3 separate regions of the Mus musculus genome follow, and all the other regions are linked to region 1. A link is a contact called in public Hi-C data. All regions are on one chromosome and are shown on one strand. The core of a region is the stretch at or near the end of the contact, and the rest is flanking DNA. Distances in the headings are between cores, read along the strand shown. Region 1 has its middle 110 kb from the start of Gm815. Region 2 has its middle 25 kb from the start of Gm35554. Region 3 overlaps Pum3 (pumilio RNA-binding family member 3).

What was found. A called contact is a pair of places that touch in the nucleus more often than the background predicts.
Region 2: a Hi-C map of uterus shows a contact between it and region 1, with 2.8 times the contacts expected there. A contact is called at or near these places in 3 of 484 Hi-C or Micro-C datasets (all in uterus) and 1 of 130 datasets of targeted methods (embryonic midbrain).
Region 3: a Hi-C map of uterus shows a contact between it and region 1, with 5 times the contacts expected there. A contact is called at or near these places in 3 of 484 Hi-C or Micro-C datasets (all in uterus).

Annotation. Positions count from the first base shown.
Region 1 is chr19:26,992,876-26,996,607 of GRCm38.p6, reverse strand. No RefSeq gene overlaps it. Among named protein-coding and RNA genes, the nearest start is that of Gm815, 110 kb to the right of the region's middle.
Region 2 is chr19:27,367,746-27,371,998 of GRCm38.p6, reverse strand. No RefSeq gene overlaps it. Among named protein-coding and RNA genes, the nearest start is that of Gm35554, 25 kb to the right of the region's middle.
Region 3 is chr19:27,385,540-27,389,568 of GRCm38.p6, reverse strand. Pum3 (pumilio RNA-binding family member 3) reads left to right here. Exons shown (of 18, transcript NM_177474.5): 18 at 1-871. Among named protein-coding and RNA genes, the nearest start is that of Pum3, 42 kb to the left of the region's middle.

The DNA.
Region 1 (3,732 bases), core at 423-2,922:
CCACCAACAATGGAGGAGTGTTCCTCTTTCTCCACATCCACTCCAGCATCTGCTGTCACCTGAATTTTTGATCTTAGCCATTCTGACTGGAGTGAAGTGGAATCTCAGGGTTGTTTTGATTTGCATTTCTCTGATGATTAAGGATGTTGAACATTTTTTCAGGTGCTTCTCTGCCATTCGGTATTCCTCAGGTGAGAATTCTTTGTTCAGCTCTGAGCCCCATTTTTTAATGGGGTTATTTGATTTTCTGGAGTCCACCTTCTTGAGTTCTTTATATATATTGGATATTAATCCCCTATCTGATTTGGGATAGGTAAAGATCCTTTCCCAATCTGTTGGTGGCCTTTTTGTCTTATTGACGGTGTCTTTTGCTATGCAGAAGCTTTGCAATTTTATGAGGTCCCATTTATCGATTCTCGATCTTATAGCACAAGCCACTGCTGTTCTAATTCAGGAATTTTTCCCCTGTAGCCATATCTTCGAGGCTTTTCCCTACTTTCTCCTCTATAAGTTTCAGTGTCTCTGGTTTTATTTGGAGTTCCTTAATCCACTTAGATTTGACCTTAGTACAAGGAGATAGAAATGGATCAATTCGCATTCTTCTACATGATAACCACCAGTTGTTCCAGCACCATTTGTTGAAAATGCTGTCTTTTTTCCACTGGATGGTTTTAGCTCCCTTGTCAAAGATCAAGTGACCATAGGTGTGCGGGTTCATCTCTGGGTCTTCAATTCTGATCCATTGGTCTACTTGTCTGTCACTATACCAGTACCATGCAGTTTTTATCACAATTGCTCTGTAGTACAGCTTTAGTTCAGGCATGGTGATTTCACCAGAGGTTCTTTTATCCTTGAGAAGAGTTTTTGCTATCCTAGGTTTTTTTTGTTATTCCAGATGAATCTGCCAATTGCCCTTTCTAATTCGTTGTCTATTTTTTTAAAAGTATATTTGGAGCTTTAGAGACTGAAATTCTAAAATCAGGCGGGACCCTTGATTTGATCTTTTGCAAAGGTTTCATGCCCACAATGTCATGGTGAGAGGAGTGGCCAGGAGACCCTATACCTGCTGGGACAGTGAGCCAGAGAGTGGAAGGGGTCAAAGGGTCAGCCACTCTGACTTTTTGACAAAGACTAGCTCTTGTAGGAACTAACTAGGACCTCATAACAACAGTTAACCCTCTCTGAGATCAGTGCCCACAGTGAACAAGACCGTATCATAATCAGTACTAAGCCCCATTCAATGATTTTCATCCCCTCCCAATAGCACCATGCCATGCTGGGGAACACGTTTCTAGATATATGGTTCCTTGCAGTAAGGGAAACACTAAAACCAGTTCTAAATTATAGCTCTCTCAATCTCTCTTTCCCTCCTCACCACATGCCCCCTCTGTGCCTGTGCGTCTCTCTCTTCCCCCCACCTCCCTCTTTCTCTCTCTCTCTTTGTGTGTGTGTTTGTGTGTGTGTGTTTGTGTGTGTGTGTGTGTGTGCATAAAAGGCACAAAACATTCAGTATTTACTTCTGTGGGCTGAGAGGCTCAATGGAGCTTTAGCTTTTAAATGTCAGTGAGAACCAAAGCAGAGACTCCACTTGTATAGCCTCTAAGTGTGGTTAGCTTCACATTACTTTTATCTGATGAAAAGAAGCTAACAAAAAGCATGCCAACAACAAAGTCAAAGAGGAGGAAGGAGAAGCCAGCCAGCATCCTCTTGGGTGGTAGCTGGAGCTAGGGACAGGAGCACTAGAGTAAGACAGGAAATTTTGCCAAATACCGATTCTGTGATAACAGGATTGAAAAATAACCAGTTTCCACCCCATAAAACAAAGACAAAAGCCATCTGTAGACATCTCATAGAAGTAAATCAAGCCGAATTGAGGTTGTAAGGACTCTACCAGAATTGGTCTATGGTATCTACCCTTTCTGGCTGAAGAATGTGTCCCTTCCTGGTGAACTCTGAAATATGTGTAGTGGTAATGTATTTAGGAGGGAGATTTTTAGATAATTGTTATTTTAATTTTGCTCTTGGGTAGATCCTGCTTTAGAATTTTGTTTTTTTTTTAGCATGAGCAAATTCTCATAAACAAAAGAAAGGGTTGTGTTAGCCGACTGAATTAAGGTGAAAAAAAGCATGCAAGAGGAGAGACCAGAAGACAGTGTGCGTGAGTCCCCTTATAGTTTTTCTGGGACAGAGTGAGGGGTCCTCAGTTCCCACTTTCAGAAAGTTTGCCAAGCTTTCTGAAATGGCCACGGACAAGAACACATAAAGGCATGGCTTGACTTTGTAAATGATAAAGCTGTACCCATGCACAGTGCTTGTGAAAAATGTTTAGAAGGGTGAGTGCTCACCAGGAGCAATGCCATCAGCATGAAGGTGGGTTGAGAACGGAGGATGAAAGCTGTTGCATAGATGACAACAGTGGTTGACTTCAATACTTTCAACAAACTAGGGGAAACATAAGGAATTCACAAACCTGGCCTTGCCGTCTCTAGATTCTGTACCCATCTTCACACAGGCTTTGGGTGTGGCTGAAGGAAGAACTTCCAGACCTGCAGTGCAGCTGACCATCTACTGAGGTGTGGAGCCCTTTAAACAAAATGAAAAACATGACCTTTAAAAAACAAACAAACAAAAAACCCAAACTCCCTTGTATGTGTGTGTGTATACACACACATATACATATACATATACATATACATATACATATACATATACATATACATATACATATACATATACATATACATATACATCATATACATCATATACATCATATACATCATATACATCATATACATCATATACATCATATACATCATATACATCATATACATCATATACATCATATACATCATATACATCATATACATCATATACATCATATACATCATCAATCATATACATCATATACATCATCAATCATATACATCATATACATATACATATACATATATATATGTACACATATATACATATGCATATTTATAATATTAGCTAATCTACTGCTTTTGAAACTAGTCTGTCAGGCAAATCACTCCATCCATCTCATTTGATTTTGTCTTCTTGCACCTAGACACAGAGCAAAATCCAAACATACAGAGGCTGATAGCTTTCCTATCATACATATGCACACACACATATATATGCATACACACACACACAAGTGGAGGTCAACAGATGACTTCTCCTTCTACCACGTGGGTCCCAGGAATCAAATTAAGGTCGTCAGGCTGGCTGGCAAGCATTTGTTATCTTCCAAGCCCTCAAACATATATTTTTTGAATCCCAAATCTTTCGTAGATGTCCATTCTTTCAGGGTAGCTGAAGGGCAGAGAGCAGATAAATTTGGAACTCTAAATGTATTTTCATGATGTCTATCTTGATGACCCATGAATATTAAAATGGCAGTGCCTTAGCTAATCTATTGCTTTTGAAACTAGTCTGTCAGGCAAATCACTCCATCCATCTCATTCAATTTTGTCCCCTTGCACCTGGATACAGAGAAAAATCCAAACACACAGAGGCAGATAGTTTTCCTACCCATGCTCGAGCAAATTCCTCAGAACATTTTTCTTCACTAGATGGCCTTTTAGGAAGGAGAATTTGGGGTTTTAAGCAAATGGGAAAGCATAGTTTATAGAACTGTTTTGAGGTACAGCCCTGATGGAATGTTTAGTAATGGGTGCAGAGACAGACTGGCCTGGGCCAATGTTGTCAACAGCAGTGGGGAACAGA
Region 2 (4,253 bases), core at 84-2,583, 380 kb before region 1:
ACCTGTTTGGTGGAGCTGTTTGGGAAGGATTAGGAGGAAAGTCACTAGGGGGTGAGCTCCGAGGGATCAAAGGACTTCCACCAACCCTACTGTGCCTCTCTCTGGTGCCTACTTGCCCATCAAGATGCAACCTCTCAGATGTTCCTGCTGCCACACCTCGGCTCTGGCATGACTCTAACCCTCTGAAAAAATAAGCCCAGCTATATACTTTATTTTCTAAGTTGTCTTGGTCATGATGTTTTATCTCATGTATCAGCCAGCTTAACTTATTATACTTACTCCTTATTAGCAGAGAGGTTTTCTTTAAGACTTAATATTTTAAGAGTGTGTGTGTACACACGCACAGATACCCACAGAAGCCAGAAGTGTCAGATACCCTGGGTGGTGCTGTGGATACCGTGTGGGTGCTGGCAACTGGACTGAGGTCTTCTGCAAGAGCAGTGTATACTTTTAACTACAGAGTCATCTCTTCAGTTCAGACATTTGGTGATGACCACTTGGTATGAGCCTTTAAAGAGGTCCATGAGAGGAAGGAAAGTCTTTCTACTGTAACTGGAGAGGAAAAGGCGATCTTAGCCCAAGTGGCCATCCCATCCACCTCGGGTGTAGTCATTAAAGCCTCTGAAAACAAGCCAACTTCTTGCACTGCTGCCAACCCCCCCAGTGAACCCATTCCTGCGCTGTTTGGATTGTTCTTTAGCTTTGCTAAGTAAACCTCTGCTTAAACTGTCGCTATCTCTCTGCTGAATTCTTTCCTCTGGGAAAACACAAACCAAGAACCTTTTACCTGGCAGCAGTATGAAAAGAGAAGGACAGAGTAGGATTCAGAAAATTCCATGCTAAAAATGGCCAGAAACTCAGCTAACAGTAGGTAGGACCCTACTTCATCATCAAATGATAAAGGGCATTGCTTTCTGCCATCACTGACTACTTGAAATGCGCATTCCTTTTAGGGTAGCAACACTGCATGAGCTTGTTGTGGCTGACTGGCTAGGAATTGTAAGGTCAGGATGACCTGGGAAGCCTTGAATTTTGTTTATGGTTACAGCTTGCAATTTAGGGAGTTAAGAAGAGCTTTTAGCTTGTTGACTGCCCAGTGACAATGAACAGTTATTCTTGGTTTAGTCCAGTAACGGTCTCTAAAAAAAGGTTATCATTAGCAAGTTACTTGGAGGAACAAATTGCTGGGGTAGGATGTTGTTTATCTTAAACTACTTTGAGCCTTACTCAAGAGTCCTAACTAAATATACCAGTTTTCTATGTAGTAGTGTGCTAGTAACTGTTTACCAATCCATTCTCTTTGGGAAGGGAAAGAACAATACCTCGTGTCATGCTTTCCTATTTTATAGTCTCTGCATTCCGTCTGTGAGAACACAGCTATTGTCACGAAGCCGACATGCTTTCAGATACCCTTGCCATCCACTTTCATAAGCCAGATTTAAGACACTACTTTTTTCTTGGATTTGTCAAGTTTCAGTTTGTTTGTTTTGTTTTGTTTTGTTTATCAAGACCAAGCCAAAAACCATCAACTAGGGAACCTTCCTCTCCCAGCAACTTGTCATGGTACTTCAACCAACACTATTTTGGCAAGTCCAGCAAGCTCCACATTTAGCTGTTTATACTGCTAGCCAACTTACTCCTATTTGGTCCAACATAAAAGGATGTCCACGTGAGCAGGGGGTGAGAGACTTTGGAGAACTGAGTCCTAATTGGGATTTCTTCATCAAATCCTCTTCCCTCAAGGTTCAGATATCTGGGTGGCAGAAGAGGAGGAAAGATTGCAAGAGCGTGAGGTGATGGATGCTTGTCTACACATCTTTGATGCTTACTCATCCAACAAACAGCATCTTCCAGACACAACAAGGCTGATATACATATGAACTCACAGACACAGTGACAGCACACATAAAAATTGCACAAGTTTAAACCAGACAAAATCCCAGCACTAAGAAATGGAAATGAACATGAACTCCCACCACAAACAAGAACTAGTCAGAGTTGATAGCTAAGAAAGGAAAAATCAGTTTTCTCCAATGGAGTGCCCACTGGGCATACCAACTACGTTCCAGGGCAGGCTCCATGCCCAGACGTTGACCAATGTAAAAGGAATTCCTTTTTGTTTGTGTGCTTTTGGTGGTTTTTTTTTTTTTTTTTTTTTGCCTTTAATGGTTTTTGTCATTTGTTTTGACTTTTGGTTTTTGTTTGTTTCACTAGTGTAAGAAAGAACATGAAGGCAGGCACAAAGGCAGGTGGGATCTGGGAGGAGCTGGGGGAGGGGAAAATATGATCAGGATAAATTGTGTGGGAAAAGATGAATAAAAAATAAAAGGATGTCCAGTATCCTGCATCATTCTGTCAGTCCATTCATCTTGTTGGTCTTTTCCATGGCTGGTTTTTTTTTTTTTTTTTTTGAATCCCTGCCATCTCCTAAAGATCACTTTCCATTCTGAATGGCCAACCACTCGCCAAGCACTCCAGCCTAGAGTTTTGATTACACAGCAATTGTCTCACTATTTTTTAAATCTAGTAATGTTTTTCCTCTGTAAACTTCGTTGTGCCTACAGCCAGTCTTCGTTAGCATCTCCTTCCTCCCTTCCCCCATTCCCTCTTTTTAAGATGGAGTCTCATTTATGCAACTCCAGACTAGCCTCAAACTGGGATGCTCCTGCCTCAGTGTTTCAGATGCTAGTACACCATGTATGTATTACTGCATCCATGAGTCTGTTAATTGTCATCAAATATTCTGCACATACATAATGGGAAAAAAACAGAAACAATTGGTGTTGCAAATTCCATATAACCTTACCATTTTCATCTGTATAATCTTGCCAAAATCTGATTTTTCCCCCCAACAGATTTTCAATTTCAAATGCTTCTAGAAGCCTGCTCTACTTAGAGAAACTGGGGTTCTTTTCTAATCTTCCTTCAATCTTTATATCGATTCCACTATAAATAATATTTTCTGGAGCCCTTTGATAAAAGCATACTGGTGCAGAGATCATATATTTCCTTCTCCCTGTCCTTTGCCAAATGTCCTTCCCTATCACCGTTTAGTCTGTGGATTTCCAACCAGGATCGCATCCTCTTACCATTTCCTATTCAACTCTCCAGTAGGTCACATTTTCCACAGGATACTTAGCCCTACAGGAACTCTGGGATGTACAGACCTTAACTACTAATTGCTGACCCATTAAAAATTATTTTATCCAGTGTTTATTCTCTCTTTCAATGCCCTCCCCCTTGAAGAGGCTCTTACTGTGTAAGCCCTGGTTGGTCTGGATCTTGGCATATAGACCAGGTTGGCCATGAACTCACAGATCCATCTGCCTCTGCCTTCTGCCTGTAGTGCTGGGATTAAAGGCATGTTGCATCATGCCCAGTCCATGCTGCTTCTTTCTCTGCTTTTCCTCATTGGTGTGAGGACCTCTCAGGTTTGAAAGGCTGTACTGCCATGTGAGTTCCTCTCCATCTCTGGTGACATGCCTTGTCCTTGACTGAGAGGAGTCTAAAACTTTTGTCATACCCCTGATACCCCAAATCCTGTTCTTGGGCATCATCTATCTATACCGTTAGCTCTTCACCTCCCAAATCTTGTTCCAGCTGTCCTTCAGGACAGAATAAAACCAAGCCTCCGGACTGTCAAGCCAGGAAGCTGCATAGTTCCGTCACTCAAAAGGGGGTTGTTCTTAGATTCTGCTCTCCCCTTTGTTACCTGCTGACTCTGTGACCTTAGGCAAGCCGCTTTAACCCCTTCCCTTTTCCACTAGATAAAGCCAGGGGAAGCATGATGGTTCTCCCTCAGACTTTTCAAAATGGAGTAAGAGTGTTTCCGAAGGCGTTTGTGAGGGAAGCACTGTACACCAGTGAGACTGTTGGTGACATTCCAAAACCTTCTTGTAAAATGTGGGGATGTGACATTGGTCCATAGTTGTGGAGCTTAACCGAGTCATCATCCATTCATGATCAGGAGGATTTACAGGACCGATTGAGCATCACAGTGGAAGGCGAGAGGTAAATGCATTGGCTGAGCCATTGATCCTCATTTCTCTTCATTGACACCTTCGCTGGTGAAGTTCAAGGAACCATTCTGACCGGTGGCCCTGTTTTCGCCTTGTGACAGCTTATGTGAAACACTGGCTCCAGAGGACCTCCAGTTAACTACTTCTGTGTCACCTCGGGCAAACTCATCTCCCATCTCTGGCTTCTGGGGACTGGAGGGGAAGAGGAGAGAGAAAAATGGGCTTGTCTTCCTG
Region 3 (4,029 bases), core at 1,184-3,683, 390 kb before region 1:
TGAACAATCCCTAAAATAGTCAGAGCCCATAGTGTGACTAAAAGGGGGAACTGTAGAGGATTGAGTGTAGGTAGTATGTTTGGACTTTAAAAATACAGCTGGCTTTCAGCGGCAAAACTGGAGATCTGTAGACCATGAGAACTTGTGTAGCAGGCGTTTTTAGTACAGAGGCCTGTCCTTGCTGCTCTGCATGTCTGATATATACTAAGGCGGCCATCTGACCCTCTGAGGAATTGTCTGTGCCTTACCTGTCCCAACTTAAGGTTCCAGGACTACTAATGCAGCTTCTAGGACTCTCCTGCCCTCTCGTGCTGGGGTGTAGTAAGCCCTTTCCCAGGCATGACACCTGCCACTGTTGGCTGGATCCTCTAGGCATGGAGTGAGGAGGAGAGTGGGGAAAGACAGTTTGATTTGCTTCTGTGTGGCTAACATACCATGACTCGAGTTTTCGTTCTCCGTATAAAGGACCGTTTAGAGAGATGAGAGTCGGGTGCTAACATGTTTAATCTTTAAAAGTGAAAAACACGTACATAACTTGAAAGGTGCTTTTGTGCAGCTTGTAGAAAAAGCAGCTGTTTCCTCTGTAGTTCTAATTCACGCTCTCCATAATGACTTGAGTTCTTAGCTCTGGTGAATTTCTAAACATGTAGTATGAAGTCCCGAGTACCTAAAACGTATATATTCAAATACACAATAAAGAGCATGTTTATTTTTTGTTTTTTAAGGCAGGATCTTGCTATGTAGCTCTGACTGTTTTGAAATTTATTGTGTAGACCAAACTGGCCTCAAACTCACAGAGATCTGCCTGCCTCTGTCTCCCTGGTGCTGCGATTAAAGATGTGGGCCACCACATCCAGCTGAGGACACAGTTTCTATTTGTTTGTTTGTTTGTTTATTATAAGTAAACTGTAGCTATCTTCAAACACACCAGAAGAGGGCATCAGATCTCATTACAGATGGCTGTAAGCCACCATGTGGTTGCTGGGATTTGAACTCATGACCTCTGGAAGAGCAGTCAGTACTCTTACCCTCTGAGCCATCTCTCCAGCCCAAGGACAGTTTCTTGCATGACCAAACTCAAGACAGGAGTTAGCATTTTTTTTTATATTTTCCGTAAAATTTTATAAAAGATTGAATTTTAATTAGAGCAAGCTAATCTCTTCTGAGAGTAAATCTTGGGCAGGCAAAATGTCTCAGTGTGTACTTGAAACCAAACCTGACAACCTGAGTTTGTTGACTGGGATCCACGTGGTGGAAGGGGAGAACCAACTCCCCCAGATTGTCTCGTGACCTCCATATGCATTGTAACATGACCACATACACACTAAATGAGTGAAAACCTTTTAAGTTGAACTTTGCAGAGGTGTATGCATTCCTTGAGAATAATGGTGAGCAGAACACGAGGAAGGCTGCTTGTACGAGCTTACCTGTAATCCCCGCACTTGGGGACCTTGCAGGAGGGTCTTGAATTTGAAGCCAGCCCAGGCAAAAATGGAAAAAGAGTAAAAGAACATGATGTCTTAGAGCATCAGTTTATATGGAGCCAATTACAGTGAACTGAACAGCCCTACCACCCACTTGGGGCTTGCAGTGCAGCTCCATGGCAGAGAAGTTGCCTGGCACGCAGGACCTGCGAGTTCTGGTACCAGCAGCCCAAGAAAGAAAAAGCAAAGCTTGGCCTCTTAACTTTGTGATGGTGCTTAGCCAGGGAGACAGGTCACACCATGCTCTCTCCCATTTCCTTCTAAATTTGAGACATCACCAAGGTGCTCCAAGTCCCTTAGCCTATGTTGTGGGGAGTGAAAGCGAGTGTATTGTTGACATGGGTGTGGCCAGGTCAGTGATCTTACTGTCTCAGCCCCATAGAAGTTCCAAAGCCTGCCCCGGAGATTGCTCCTACGGAGATTAGACTAACCTGCCTCCTTGTTCAGCTGTAAACTGAACTGATACATAAACACACTAAGCTCCCTGGGTGCTGCGGCTTCTCCCCCAGTGATCCCAGTCCACCTGATCCCAGCTTTCCTATGTTTGCCTTCTCCTCCCTTGCCATCCCTGTTATGTTTCTAGGACCTTTGCCTGGAGCAAAGCACTGTGTCTGGATGAATGCTTAAGATTTTTCACATGAGTGAGTGGTCCCACCCAGAAGATGCCTTGTGCTGTTTGTCTAGTCTGCGTTTTATGGGTAGCACAAAGTAGCTACTCTGCACTCCAGCCTGCAAACACGCTGTACTCCACACAGTGTCCTCCTGATGCCCTCTCTCCCAGAGCTGTCAAGGAATCATGCTTTAGAGTCTTTCATAAAAAGAAAAATGTCCCACTCACTTACCCCACAAGTCAGCACGTTTGTAAGCCCGTGGATAGATTGATAGAGCATCAGAGGTGTGGGAGTGAGTAATGTTAGCCCGTGTTCTGTTCTTAATTACATCCAGAGAAGACATGACTATCTCTTGATGCCTCGTGTGTTGAGTACTTGGGTGGGGGGTGATAACGGTCTGGTAAGGTCGTGAGAATCATCTGACTTTGCGCTCTTAATGACTACAATTAAGCATAATGAATAATTTCGATATTTTAAATCACTTCCAGATGCTTGAAAACAGACTCTCCTTTTAAGTAGAACTTGTCTTGCACTTAAGGCTCATGTTGCCAGCCCTATCCATGTATCTGCTAGTGGATACAGATGACGTGGTGTTGCTTCTTCTATAACAGGCAGTGGTGGATGGACTCTTAGAGACCAGCATCACAGAGCAGGAATGTGCTCTTTGGAAGCATTTGACCAGGTAGGAGTTTTGGTCTTGTTACTAGATCAATCAATCATTCTGCCATTTGCATTTCAGTATCTAAGCCAAGTCTACATATGGATCTGCTGGAAATAACAGCCTTCTGGAGACATATGGTCCATCTGGTACCTTGCCAGCAGTTGATTACCATCATCACTATCATCATCATCGTAGGTGAGAAAGAGGAGGCCATTTATGACCTGCCCCAATCATGACCTCATGTCCCCCAAATCACAGTTGATTCTTGAGGGGAAAAATGGTTAACAGACCAAAGTACTCTGCTTAAGTGAGAGCATCCAATCAGAATGTAGAGCATTTGAGTTCTCCAGCTTAGGTGAGCAAAACAGTGAAAGATGCTCTCTCCTCTGAATCCCAGGCTACTTGGACCCTGAACTGCAGACTGCTTGCATAAATATTGCCATACTCCATCACTTCCATTCTGCACACTTGAGAATTGCAAATCTTTCAGTTGCATCTTAGCAGTGATACATGAACATGGCCGATACTTGACAGGTAGCTCATTTCTTGGTGATACATAAGACGACAGAGTTGGGCTCAGGGGGTATAAAGCCCAGAATGCTGCCCTTCCTCGCCTTCTCTGCAGCAGTCTGGTTTGCTCAGTCCTCCTCCTTCTTGTCAGTTAGCATGGTGAGATGGCATGGCTTCTGAAACACTGGCACACAGAACCCACTGCTTTTGGAAGACAAAAACCAGGTGAAGTGAGAGGCAATAAAAAAATACTGTCTGGGAGCGCCAGCCTGGAGCAAGTGATTTGAAGCCTAGCCCTGCGGTTTGGTGGACTGTGGGAAGTTTGCACAACTTCAGCTTCAGTTTGCTCACTGATGGAATGAAAGTAGCACAACACCTCCTCCCCTCGTCTTTGTGAAGATTTGATGAGTTTGTGTATGTGAAGCGCTTAGAACTGGATCTAGCCCAGTTGGGTGGTTCATAGCCAGGCTTCCTACACAAAGGATCACTGGAATTTGGAAATTATTCTAAAGGCCCCGTGACAACTCTGAAACTTGTGACTTGAAAGTGAAATGAACTCTCTAGCCTTTGGAGGCAGAACATTTCTGCCTCCCCTTTCCTGCACACAGGAGTCACTGGAGCTAGGTATTCACTGCTTCAGCTATTGTCTGGGGTAAGAATATCTGCACTTCCCTCCAGTCCCTTCTGCCTGTGGGTTAGGAAGCCTGGAGGAACTCTGAACCCAAATAAAAATCCTTTTGAAATGCAAATGATCTTGATAGAA